Regions from separate parts of the Zea mays genome. Here region 1 is linked to region 2. The links are chromatin contacts, called in public Hi-C maps. All regions are on one chromosome and are shown on one strand. Each heading gives the region's core, a stretch centred on a gene start, on an enhancer-like site or on the middle of the called end of the contact. The rest is flanking DNA. Distances are from core to core; before and after follow the strand shown.

The links. A called contact is a pair of places that touch in the nucleus more often than the background predicts.
Region 1: a contact with region 2 is called in a Hi-C map of leaf, with 2.9 times the contacts expected there. The contact joins the promoter of LOC100382023 here to the promoter of LOC103634435 in region 2. A contact is called at or near these places in 3 of 25 Hi-C or Micro-C datasets (leaf, leaf mesophyll and tassel).

The regions. Positions count from the first base shown.
Region 1 is chr7:182,221,551-182,226,247 of Zm-B73-REFERENCE-NAM-5.0, reverse strand. LOC100382023 reads left to right here and starts at 2,245. Exons shown (of 13, transcript NR_159436.1): 1 at 2,245-2,624; 2 at 3,254-3,335; 3 at 3,500-3,601; 4 at 3,669-4,399; 5 at 4,591-4,687.
Region 2 is chr7:182,078,180-182,083,549 of Zm-B73-REFERENCE-NAM-5.0, reverse strand. It overlaps LOC103634435, which reads left to right and starts at 1,734. Exons shown (of 9, transcript XM_008655958.2): 1 at 1,734-2,168; 2 at 3,834-4,019; 3 at 4,163-4,255; 4 at 4,332-4,514; 5 at 4,619-4,712; 6 at 4,801-4,983; 7 at 5,366-5,370. The coding sequence starts at 1,863.

The DNA of each region.
Region 1 (4,697 bases), core at 996-3,495, 140 kb before region 2:
TATAGTGTAATAATTTCAGATTGGTTTGTCGAAGTTGAGACCAAAGTCTATTTGAACGACTTCCATGATATAGTAGTTCCACCATAAAAATATATATACCCAATTTATGACTTGCATGAATACAGATCAAACAAGTATCCTACATATGCATAGCCAATCAAGTTCAACTCTTGGTTTTCCCTATAAAGTAAGCCTAGGTCCTTGCTTCTTTCAACATAGCGAAATATGCCCTTGATCCTTTCTAATGTCGTTTGATGGACACACCGGATGTACGGTGTCACATCTAAATTTAAGGGCAAATCTGGATGCATCTCATATGTGCGGCAGAAACAAGATCCACACATACAATGACTTATTGTATAGAGACGGATGTCATAACTTTATTACATAATGAGAATGTCTTATAAAATAACTGATAGTAAATAAATCGAGCTAAGATATCTATCTCCATGACACCATAGTTGACTGGGAGACGACGCCTAGATCTCGTAGAACTCATTGTAGTAGTCCTCCTCTGATGATACCTGCTCTTCACCTGGTGTTGTTATAGAAAGGGTGAGCTCTAATACGATCATCGCACAACACATATAGGAAATAATGTGCATGAGCTTACTTATGGTGGGGGCTCATGTGTAGTGTTTGAGTCGCTTATGACTGTGAGCACGACTAATATATTAGCGTCGAGACGTGTAACCTCGAGGCCAATGATGATAACTCTGAGGTAAAAGTCCATTTACCTGAATTGACAGGCCTGAGTCGGTCCGTCAAGCTAAGATTTTGTGCAGCCCTAATTGGCAGGCTAACCGTGAGAGTTTAATTTAGCCACGCTAGAACGATTAGCATGACTTAGTTTTTTTGAATGTATTATATTATATTTAGAAATAGTATATATATCTATAAAACTGTAAAAAATGAGAAGAAAAAAAAACCATTGGCAGAGTCGCAGGGAAAGGCCATTCTGGGCCGATAGTGGCGGACCTGGGCTGGGCCCAACCAACCATTCTTGAGAGTTGAGACTGGAGTACTGATGTCCACGTTGATGGAAATATTCCCTCGGTTGAGATTAGGCAGAGACAAGGTGTCCACGACGGGGCAGGGATACTTCTTCTCAACGACACAAGGGCAAGGCGTGCGCCCGGCATGGAAGCTGTCTGTCTGTGGAGCGCCGGGCGGGTGACGGCAGCGGACAACGCATGCATACGCATGCTCTGGCCCTGGCAGCTTCACGGTCACGCCGAGTCCGCCCGCGACGCGGACGCGCCTCGCCTCGTCGTCCATCGACGTCGTCGTCGTCGTCGTGGCAACCGTCACCACCACCGTCTGGACTGGAAAGTTATCGGATTGCCTCCCTGCCGCGCGCCGAGGCGGAGCGGAGGCTACAAGTGACGAGTTCACGTCGTTGGCGCGTGTTGTGACTTGTGAGCGGAGGCCGGGGCGCCACGCCAGCGCGGTCGGCCGGCTCAGGTTCCCACCTGTCACTAGAGTACTAGCTGCAGCAGCAGCAGCAGCAGCTGAAGGCGACGTTACGTTACTACACGGTGCGTGCGGAGGCGAGCCCGCCGGATCGCCCGCCCGGCATTGAAGTGTCTCGTGCCCCCTACAGTAACCACGTGTCTTGCTTCTTGCCTGCGCGTTCTGCCGGCGGCACACCACAACTGCATGCACGTCGATTGGCACGGACGTCAATGGCGCGGCGCCCACGGGTTTCTTTTTTTCCTTTTTGCTCCATGACCCATCAGAGCGTCGTAATATGTGACGACGATGGTGCATGAAACAAACAAGGCAGGCAGGCAAGGCACGCTGCACGCCTGGCGGCAACAGCCATCCCTGCCATCGTCGTCGTGGACGGGAAAGAGAGCAACACAGGCAACGCACGCTGGTTCCCCCGGCAGCAAGAAATACAAAAAGGCAGCAGACCAGAGCATGTCGTGCTTGCCATGGCTCCAGCCTCCAAGCAGCACCCCGAAAGTGCCCATCACTTTGCTTGCTTTCCTGTCCCTTTTTTTCCCAGAAGAAATATATAAAAAATTTCGTCCACCTGCAACTCTCCTGTCCTGCAAGAGAGTGAGTGAGCACTACTCTATCTCTATGCTGCGCGCCTGCGACGAGAGGAGAGGAGGATGGGCTGTTGCTGTTCTGTTTGTTTTACTACTACTATACTACTAGTACAACCACCCCTGCCTCCCGTCTCGTTTTCCATTCCTTGTCTTCCCCGCACCGCACCCGCATCCGCATGCACCAATCGCCACCAGCGACCGCCCCGCGGCTGTGCCTGTGGGTGCGCGCGTTCGTTGTCCCCTCCACGTCCACCGGAAAGCTACGCCTCCCCCACCGCCTCCTCTAGCGTCTCGGCCCGTCTCCCTCTCACTCTCTCTCGCTCTCGCTCTCTCTCTCCGTGGGTGATGCGCTCAGCCGACCTCTTCTGACCGGCGGAGTGGCTGCGCTCGCCGGTCACCCATGGCTATGGCGGGCGCCGGCGCGGCGGCGGCGGCGGCCAAGAGGTGCATGAACCCGGCCTGCGGCGCGCTGCCGGCGTCATCTGTGGTGGTCGGGGCGGGAGGGGACTGGAGGAAGGGCTGGCCGCTGCGATCCGGAGGCTTCGCCCTGCTCTGCGACAAGTGTGGGTACGGCCTTCCTCCTCCTCCCTGCCCACTCTGCTGCTTATCCGACTCCTATGCGCCGTCGGCGCCTCCTGCGGCTAGACTCCCGAATGGGGGGGCACCTCGATTGGATGGATGGATCGCTTCATGCCGTTCGGCTTCTCATCCCCTTTTGCGTCTCGATGCTTTGCCCTCCCCCCTCCTTTCCACTTCCTTTTTTTTAGACAATATATACAGAGGAAAAGAGGACGTGATTTCGTACGAGTACCTACCTGGCTACCTGCTAATAAAGGCGCGGCGATTTGCGCATCATTCGTCGCCGTGGATTCCCTAGCGAAACGCCGAAACCCAACAACATACTACAAGCGGATTTATGCGGAAATTCGGAAAACGTGCCGTACTCCGGAAAGCTGCGTTGACTCTGCCTCGTTTGCTGGAGTGTCTGGGTGGGTCGTGGAATTCTGACCGAGCGATTTGGTGCCAGTTGTTGGTTCACGGCCCTCGAGCTGCAATCGACAATTCCGTCAGTAGCCCAAGGATCCGGTTCATCGTTGCTGCTTTGCTTCATCCTTCTCTCTCTCAGTAAAGCCTTGTTGTTTAATTCCTACTAGATTGGCCCGTAATTTATATTGTGTGGTTTCTGGTGCACCTAGGTTGGCATATGAACAGTTCGTGTTTTGTGATATATTTCACCAAAAGGAATCAGGATGGAGAGACTGCTCATTTTGTGGCAAGGTGAGGTGGCGACTCAAGCCTGCAAATTCTGCTATGAGATCCTCTGCAGTTGAGTGTAGTCTGAGCCCGTGGTGACTTTGTCACTCATGCGGTCGACTGCAGAGGAATCGATTCTGCAAATTCTTGTGATGCCACAGTGTTCTTATGAAACTCTACTGTTTCAGCGCCTCCATTGTGGATGTGTTGCTTCAAAGAACTCTTATGATCTACTTGACAGTGGAGGAATTCAATGTGTCACTTGCATGAAAAATTCAGCAGCTCAGTCTGTAAGTCCCTTTTTTGTCACATTATTCACCTTTACATTTCAAATATTCTGATTATATTTTTTTACAGGCTTCTGGACAAGTGGTTCCAAAGCTCTTTCCATGTCCAAACAATCTGCTGTTTTTTGGTAAAAGCGACGAGTTATTGTCAAGCAGAAAATTTGAACAACCACCCTCTCTTATGTTGGATTCCAGAAATGATGATATTGCTATTGTAAATAAGAGTAGTCACCTGTTCATGGTAAGCGGCATAGAGGCTGGACAGAGCAGTAACATCTTGAGACAAAAAGAGATAGAGAATGGTCCAAGGCAGATTAAATGGGAACAACCAACCCTTAATATTGGGGACATGGGAAGACCTTTACTAACTAGGTCTCAAAGTGCATTAGAGTCACCTCAGTGTACTCGAAGAGATGACAATAAGGATCCAACTACAGATAGCACAACAAGTGAATCGTTTCCAGAGGCATGTCTGAGCATGAACCTAGGTATTGCAAACAATGGAAACAGGATGGAGGCTACTTCAACAGCGGAAAGACCTATGCTATCGCCAACGACAGCCATTGCTGAAGGAAGAGAACTTACCACTGCACTGTCCCCCTTTCAGCACGCACAAAGGGCTCGGCATTTCCTGACCAGACCACCAAGGGTTGGTGAGGGTGCAGCTTTTGATCCAACTAGAGACATGTTTCCGCATCTTCGTGTTGCTAGGCCACCTGCTGAAGGAAGGGGCCGCAATCAATTACTTCCTCGGTATTGGCCAAGAATAACAGACCAAGAGCTGCAACAAATATCTGGAGAGTATCCTTGATAAGGTCTCCATACATTTGAAACTGTGAACTTCCTGGTGACATTGATCTCAGACATTTAGTAACTTATACATCAAGGCTCTAGAATAGCTCATTAGGCTTAAACCCTTATAATATGATGCATAAATTTCTTGTGTAACAGATATAGTTTTTCTTTTATCTTCCTTGACTATATTTTGCAAGTTCAAATTCCACAATCGTTCCATTGTTCGAGAAGGTCCTGAGTGCGAGTGATGCAGGCCGCATAGGGCGCCTTGTTCTTCCAAAAGCTTGTGCCGAGGTAACTTTAA
Region 2 (5,370 bases), core at 485-2,984:
AATTTTCCAGTTTTTTGCAAAAAAAAAAATCGAATAACACGGAACGGTCAAACTTGGTCCAAAAAAGTCAAACGAATTATAATTTGGAACGGAGTGAGTATATACTTGGCCAGAGAGAGAAATAAATATACATGGACACAAGCAATATATGCAAGAGAGGTGGTAATAAACGTATACGTACTGCCCTCCCGTTCTACGGAAGAAATGGAATTCGTGGTTTTCGAGAAATTAATCATTATATATAGACAATTGTATAAAAATGTTACTGAAATGAAACAATTAATGGGAGTATACTCCTATTTACCTTGCCTCCTTTGCTTGCATCGTCTATCTATATTGTATTTGAAGAAAATAATCAATGTGCCTCTGGATTCTCTGATGATGTACGTACTAGCAGGAAATGAATGATGTGATTATATTCCATTCTTCTTTAGAAGACGGAGATCTCTGTGCTGTATATTATAGCAGTGGCCTCTGACTGCACCTCGTCAGTTTCCCTAATATTAAGGCACCCAATTTTTTTGGTGTGTGTTCATCTATATCTATACCACTATGGCAGTATATAATACTCCCTCCATATTTTTTTATTTGATGTTTTCATTTTTGTGCTGTTTAACGTCAAATATAAAAAGATGGAGGTAGTACAACACATAAAATTTACAGAACCCATTAAATCAAATCAACCCACATTCATAACATTCACTAAATAATCCATCAAATAAATTGCACACTGACTTAACACATCATCAAAACCAACGGTTCAGATCGATGGATACCTCTCTTACTCACTCAAGTCAATGAACAATATTATGTGAATTAATTCTTGTCACTCATCCCTCTACCTCTAACCACGATTCTGTCGTTCTCTCCCCTCACTCGCGCCGTCGCTGTCAACCCCTTCCCTCGTGCAGCCACCATTCTCTTCGAGATTAGCATTAGTATGTGCGATATATTAGTAAACCTCATGGATGCGAGATGGAATTTTTTCCCCTTGTACTGCTAGTAAAATTGTACTCAACGATCGGTACGGTCGAATGGGCCGATTCCTCATCCGCTTTCTAGCTAGGTAGGAAGGACATGTTATGCCGTTTGTGGAAATTAATCAAAATACGTACGTACGTGCCCGACACTTGTCAAAGACAAACAAAGATTTTGGCATCCATTTGTCGGTGCACAAGCACGTACGCTCTCGTCGACAGTTAACACGTTTAACTTGACTTTTGTAAACAACAGAGCGGAGATGTGTCTACAAACTCTACATACGCAGTCACTTTAGCGACGGATCGGAGAACCCCCAATGACGCATACATGACCTGGATGTCCTTATCGATTTTAAATATCCCCCAGCCCCCTGTTTTAGCACTCATCCTCCACATCTCCTTCCTTTTTCTTTTTTCTTTTTGTCCATATATAATTAGACCCCACAAATCGTATATATAATATTATTTTAAAGAAGAAAAGGCAGAATTAATCAATCTATTCTATCTATCTACAGGTAGCGAAGCCTCTATCCCTTCTCTGTATATATATAAGCAGCGGCAGGCGAGTGCAGAGAGACCCAGGTAGTACTAGGTAGGTAGCGAGAACGAAACCACTTCCACACCTTGTCAGAGCAGCAGCAGCCCGCAGCCGAAGATACCAAACCAACGCCACCTGGATCCCCACCGGACCCGACCCGACCCGATCCCAGAGGAGAAGGAGAGGGGGGGGGGGGGGGGGGGGGGGGGGGGGGGGGGAAAGAAGAATCGCCAGAAATCTTTTGCTGCCTCGCAGAGTCGCAGGGCGAACGAAAACCCATCTTCCCGATTCCGCCCGCGGCACTTTCCATTCGTCCCGATCGGATTCCTCCGTTTGCTCCAGCAATGGCGCACTTGGGCGGCCGCGTCCAGGGAGCCGACGGCGGGTGGTTCGTGCCCTGCGCCGACTCCGGGCGGTCGCTCCCGTGGGCGAGGGGCGGCGCCGGCGCCGGCGCGAGCGAAACGCTGGCGGCGGTCATGGCGAGGAGGGCGCCGGCGGCGGCGGCGATCCGGCGGGACGCGCTGCGCGCCGCGGAGGCGGCCGCCGGCGAGGTCGTGCTGCGCGTCCACCCCACCCGGGAGGCGGAGCGCCGCCGCCAGGACGTCATCGCCTACCTCAGGCGACTCATCGGCTCCTGCCTCGGCTGCGAGGTACACTGCGTGCGTGCGTGCGTGCGCCCCCGCTCCGATCCCTCTCCATTCCCCCCACCGTATATATGCATGGTGCCTCGATCGGCCGGGTTCTCGTCGTCGTCTTCAGCTTCGGGAGGGGAGGGAGAGAAAGGGAAGAAGGGGGGTTTAGCTTTTCCGTTTCGTTTCGTTTCGTGCGGCGGCGCTGCTTGCTGAACGGAAGCCTCGTGCCGCTGGCTGGCCCGCGCTGCGTACCCGCAACCCCGATCCCAATCGCATCGCCGCGTACTGCACTGCACGCCGTCGCTCTCGTCTCGTCGTCTAGGACCTGGTGGAGTGGTGGGTCCTAGTAGGCCTAGGCTCATGCTCGTCGTCGTCGATGTTCATGTGTGTAATTAGACTAGATCATCATCATTATTATAGAGATACAAAATATTTTCTCATTAATTAACATAATATTTTTTATGCTTGTTATTATAACATATAAGTACGACGTATCATATAATCCTGTACTGTCGTCCTATTTTACTGATTTGCCGTTGACACTGTCGCATGATGGTTTAGACCCTGTCGCTAGTGACGTGACGTGGACTATGTGGTCGCTGTCGCCGCAGCCCGCAGGGGATATGTAGCCCGTAGCTTTCTCCGCGTCCTTTCTTTCTTGCGAAAAAGACACACACGTGCCATGGGCATGGGCCCATGGCTATTTTTTTTCTCCGTACATGGCTGTTCTCTTCATGCGCGTAGTATTTGCGTGTGCCTCTGCAATGCTCTCCTGTAGTCTTGTTGGTTCGCTGGCCGCTGCCGCTGCATTCGACAACTGCTGCTACCACTGTTCAGGCAGCTCAAATGTGTCCGCCTGCTCTAGCTACATGCCACGGCAGAGGGCATGCATGCCTATAGCTTATAGACGAGCGTGCATGCCCGGGCCTGACCATTTTTAGGCTAATGCAGCGAGCATATCCTATTTATATTTACTGATGAAATCTGGTGACCACGCTTTCATGTCAACCTCCTCGGCTTGCTGTGGCCACAGACTAACAAGGCAACAATATTTGAGATACGGATAGATGCCACAGAGCAGGAGCGATCAGCGTACACGTAGACGTAGGTTCCTTCCGCACTTCCTGCCACCGTACTGCGTTCAACTGTGGTGCACGCATGAGATCTGGAAACTTTTGCTTTGTGTTAAGGTTTGAGTAGGGCCGTGGAGAAGGGGAAAGCAGATAGAGTTGGGAACAGGAAGAAGAGGCAGGAAGACGGCGAGTATTATATTTCTTCTCCAAATTCTTGTTATCCGGTTATTACAATCTCAACGTATTTATGGGACGCAGCCCAAGCTCATTCGGCCCACTCCGGCCCATGAACGCGTGTGTATGGATGCCGAATTCGAACTTCACGCGCCTTGTCCTCCTATGCTCCCGCCGTTTCTTCAGTGTCGTTCGCCGAACTGCTGAAACTTTGTCTGCAATTAAAAAAGGCACCGTGTTGGCTACATCCACATTTCCTCGTTGGTTTGCTGATGTTAGTGTAGTGCAAAGCACATTTTCTCAGTGTATTTTCTTATCAGTTCGCAGCACCTTATCTCCTTTCTTTTAAACTTCAGCACACACATTTTATTTACTGAAACAAAAATGATCTCCTTTATTTTGAACTGCTGTTTCTGTAACATCATATGATCCCCAGGTCTTTGCGTTTGGATCAGTGCCTCTGAGGACGTATCTCCCCGATGGCGACGTTGATATAACTGTACTGGGGAACACATGGTTAAACAGTACATTCATCGATGATGTCCGCAGCATGCTCCAGTCGGAGCAGGAAAACTGTGACGCCGAGTTCAAACTCACAGGCTTGCAGTTCATCAACGCTGAGGTACGGTACATATTCCTACTTGTGCATCTTGCCCACTTTTGTGTCAAAGTAGTTGACACTTGATACTACACACTATTTTTTTCTTGGCACATTTTGATATATATATTGCCCTTGTGCTAACTTTGATTCTATTGTTCAACTAGGTTAAGCTTATAAAATGTGTTATCGAGAACATTATAGTGGATGTCTCTTTCAACCAGATTGGAGGGGTGTCCACGTTCTGCTTTCTTGAGCTGGTAAGCAAATGCTCCACATGCACTTTTTGGGTTTGAAGAACACTATAGATTCAACGAGTTACTGTTACTCCCTTAGGTTGACCGTCAGATTGGGCAGAACCATTTGTTCAAAAGGAGCATTATGTTAATAAAGGCCTGGTGCTACCATGAAAGTCGCATATTAGGAGCACACCATGGACTGATATCTACTTATGCCTTGGAAACACTTGTTCTTTACATATTCAATATGTTCCACAAGTCTCTGCATGGTCCTCTTGAGGTAATAATTTTTGGAACCCAGAACTTCGTTGGACCTCTTTACAAATATGTTTAACTGATATTTGAACGGACCCTTTTGCATGCACTGCCTGCTTTTTTTAACAGGCACTTTATAGGTTTTTGGAATATTTTAGCAAGTTTGACTGGGATCGGTATGGCATTAGCTTAAATGGTCAGGTTGATTTGTCATCATTAACTGGTGAGTCATATGCTCTTGTCTTGTTTTATATATATGAATCGCCAGTGGAATGATCTCTTGTCTAATTGTTAAAATTTGCAACTTGCAGTGGAACCTACAGATGTACAAGGCGAATCATTGCTTGGCAAAGAATTGCAACAAGGCTATTTGGATAGGCTTGTTGTAATTCCAAATGAGTTTGACGGATGTGGCACACAATTTCGCCAGAAGTTTTTAAACATAATCGATCCACTCAAGGCGAATAATAACCTCGGCAGAAGTGTCAGCAAAGGTTGGAATGAAAAGGCACTAATTCATTTTATTATGTACTGTGTCCACAAGTACAAAGAAATACTATACAGATGATTTGTAACTCATTTTTATAGGCGTTTTTTTAGAACCGCCAGCACTAAAGGCCAATAGAAATAGATCTGTTCACTGACGGTTAAATCAGAACCGCCAGCGAAAATTGATTTCCACTTACGGTTCAGTTAAGACAATCGTCAGTACAAAAATTCTTTTTCGAGAAATATAAACCAGGTTTAAAAACAACAAAAAATATTTTAATTAGTGTATGTGTGTTTATCACATTTTTTGGCTGCATGTATACTGATCATCCTTTTAATGGAGGGTTCTGATGATAAGTGTTTTTGACATATGCTAATCTTGCGCAGCAAAC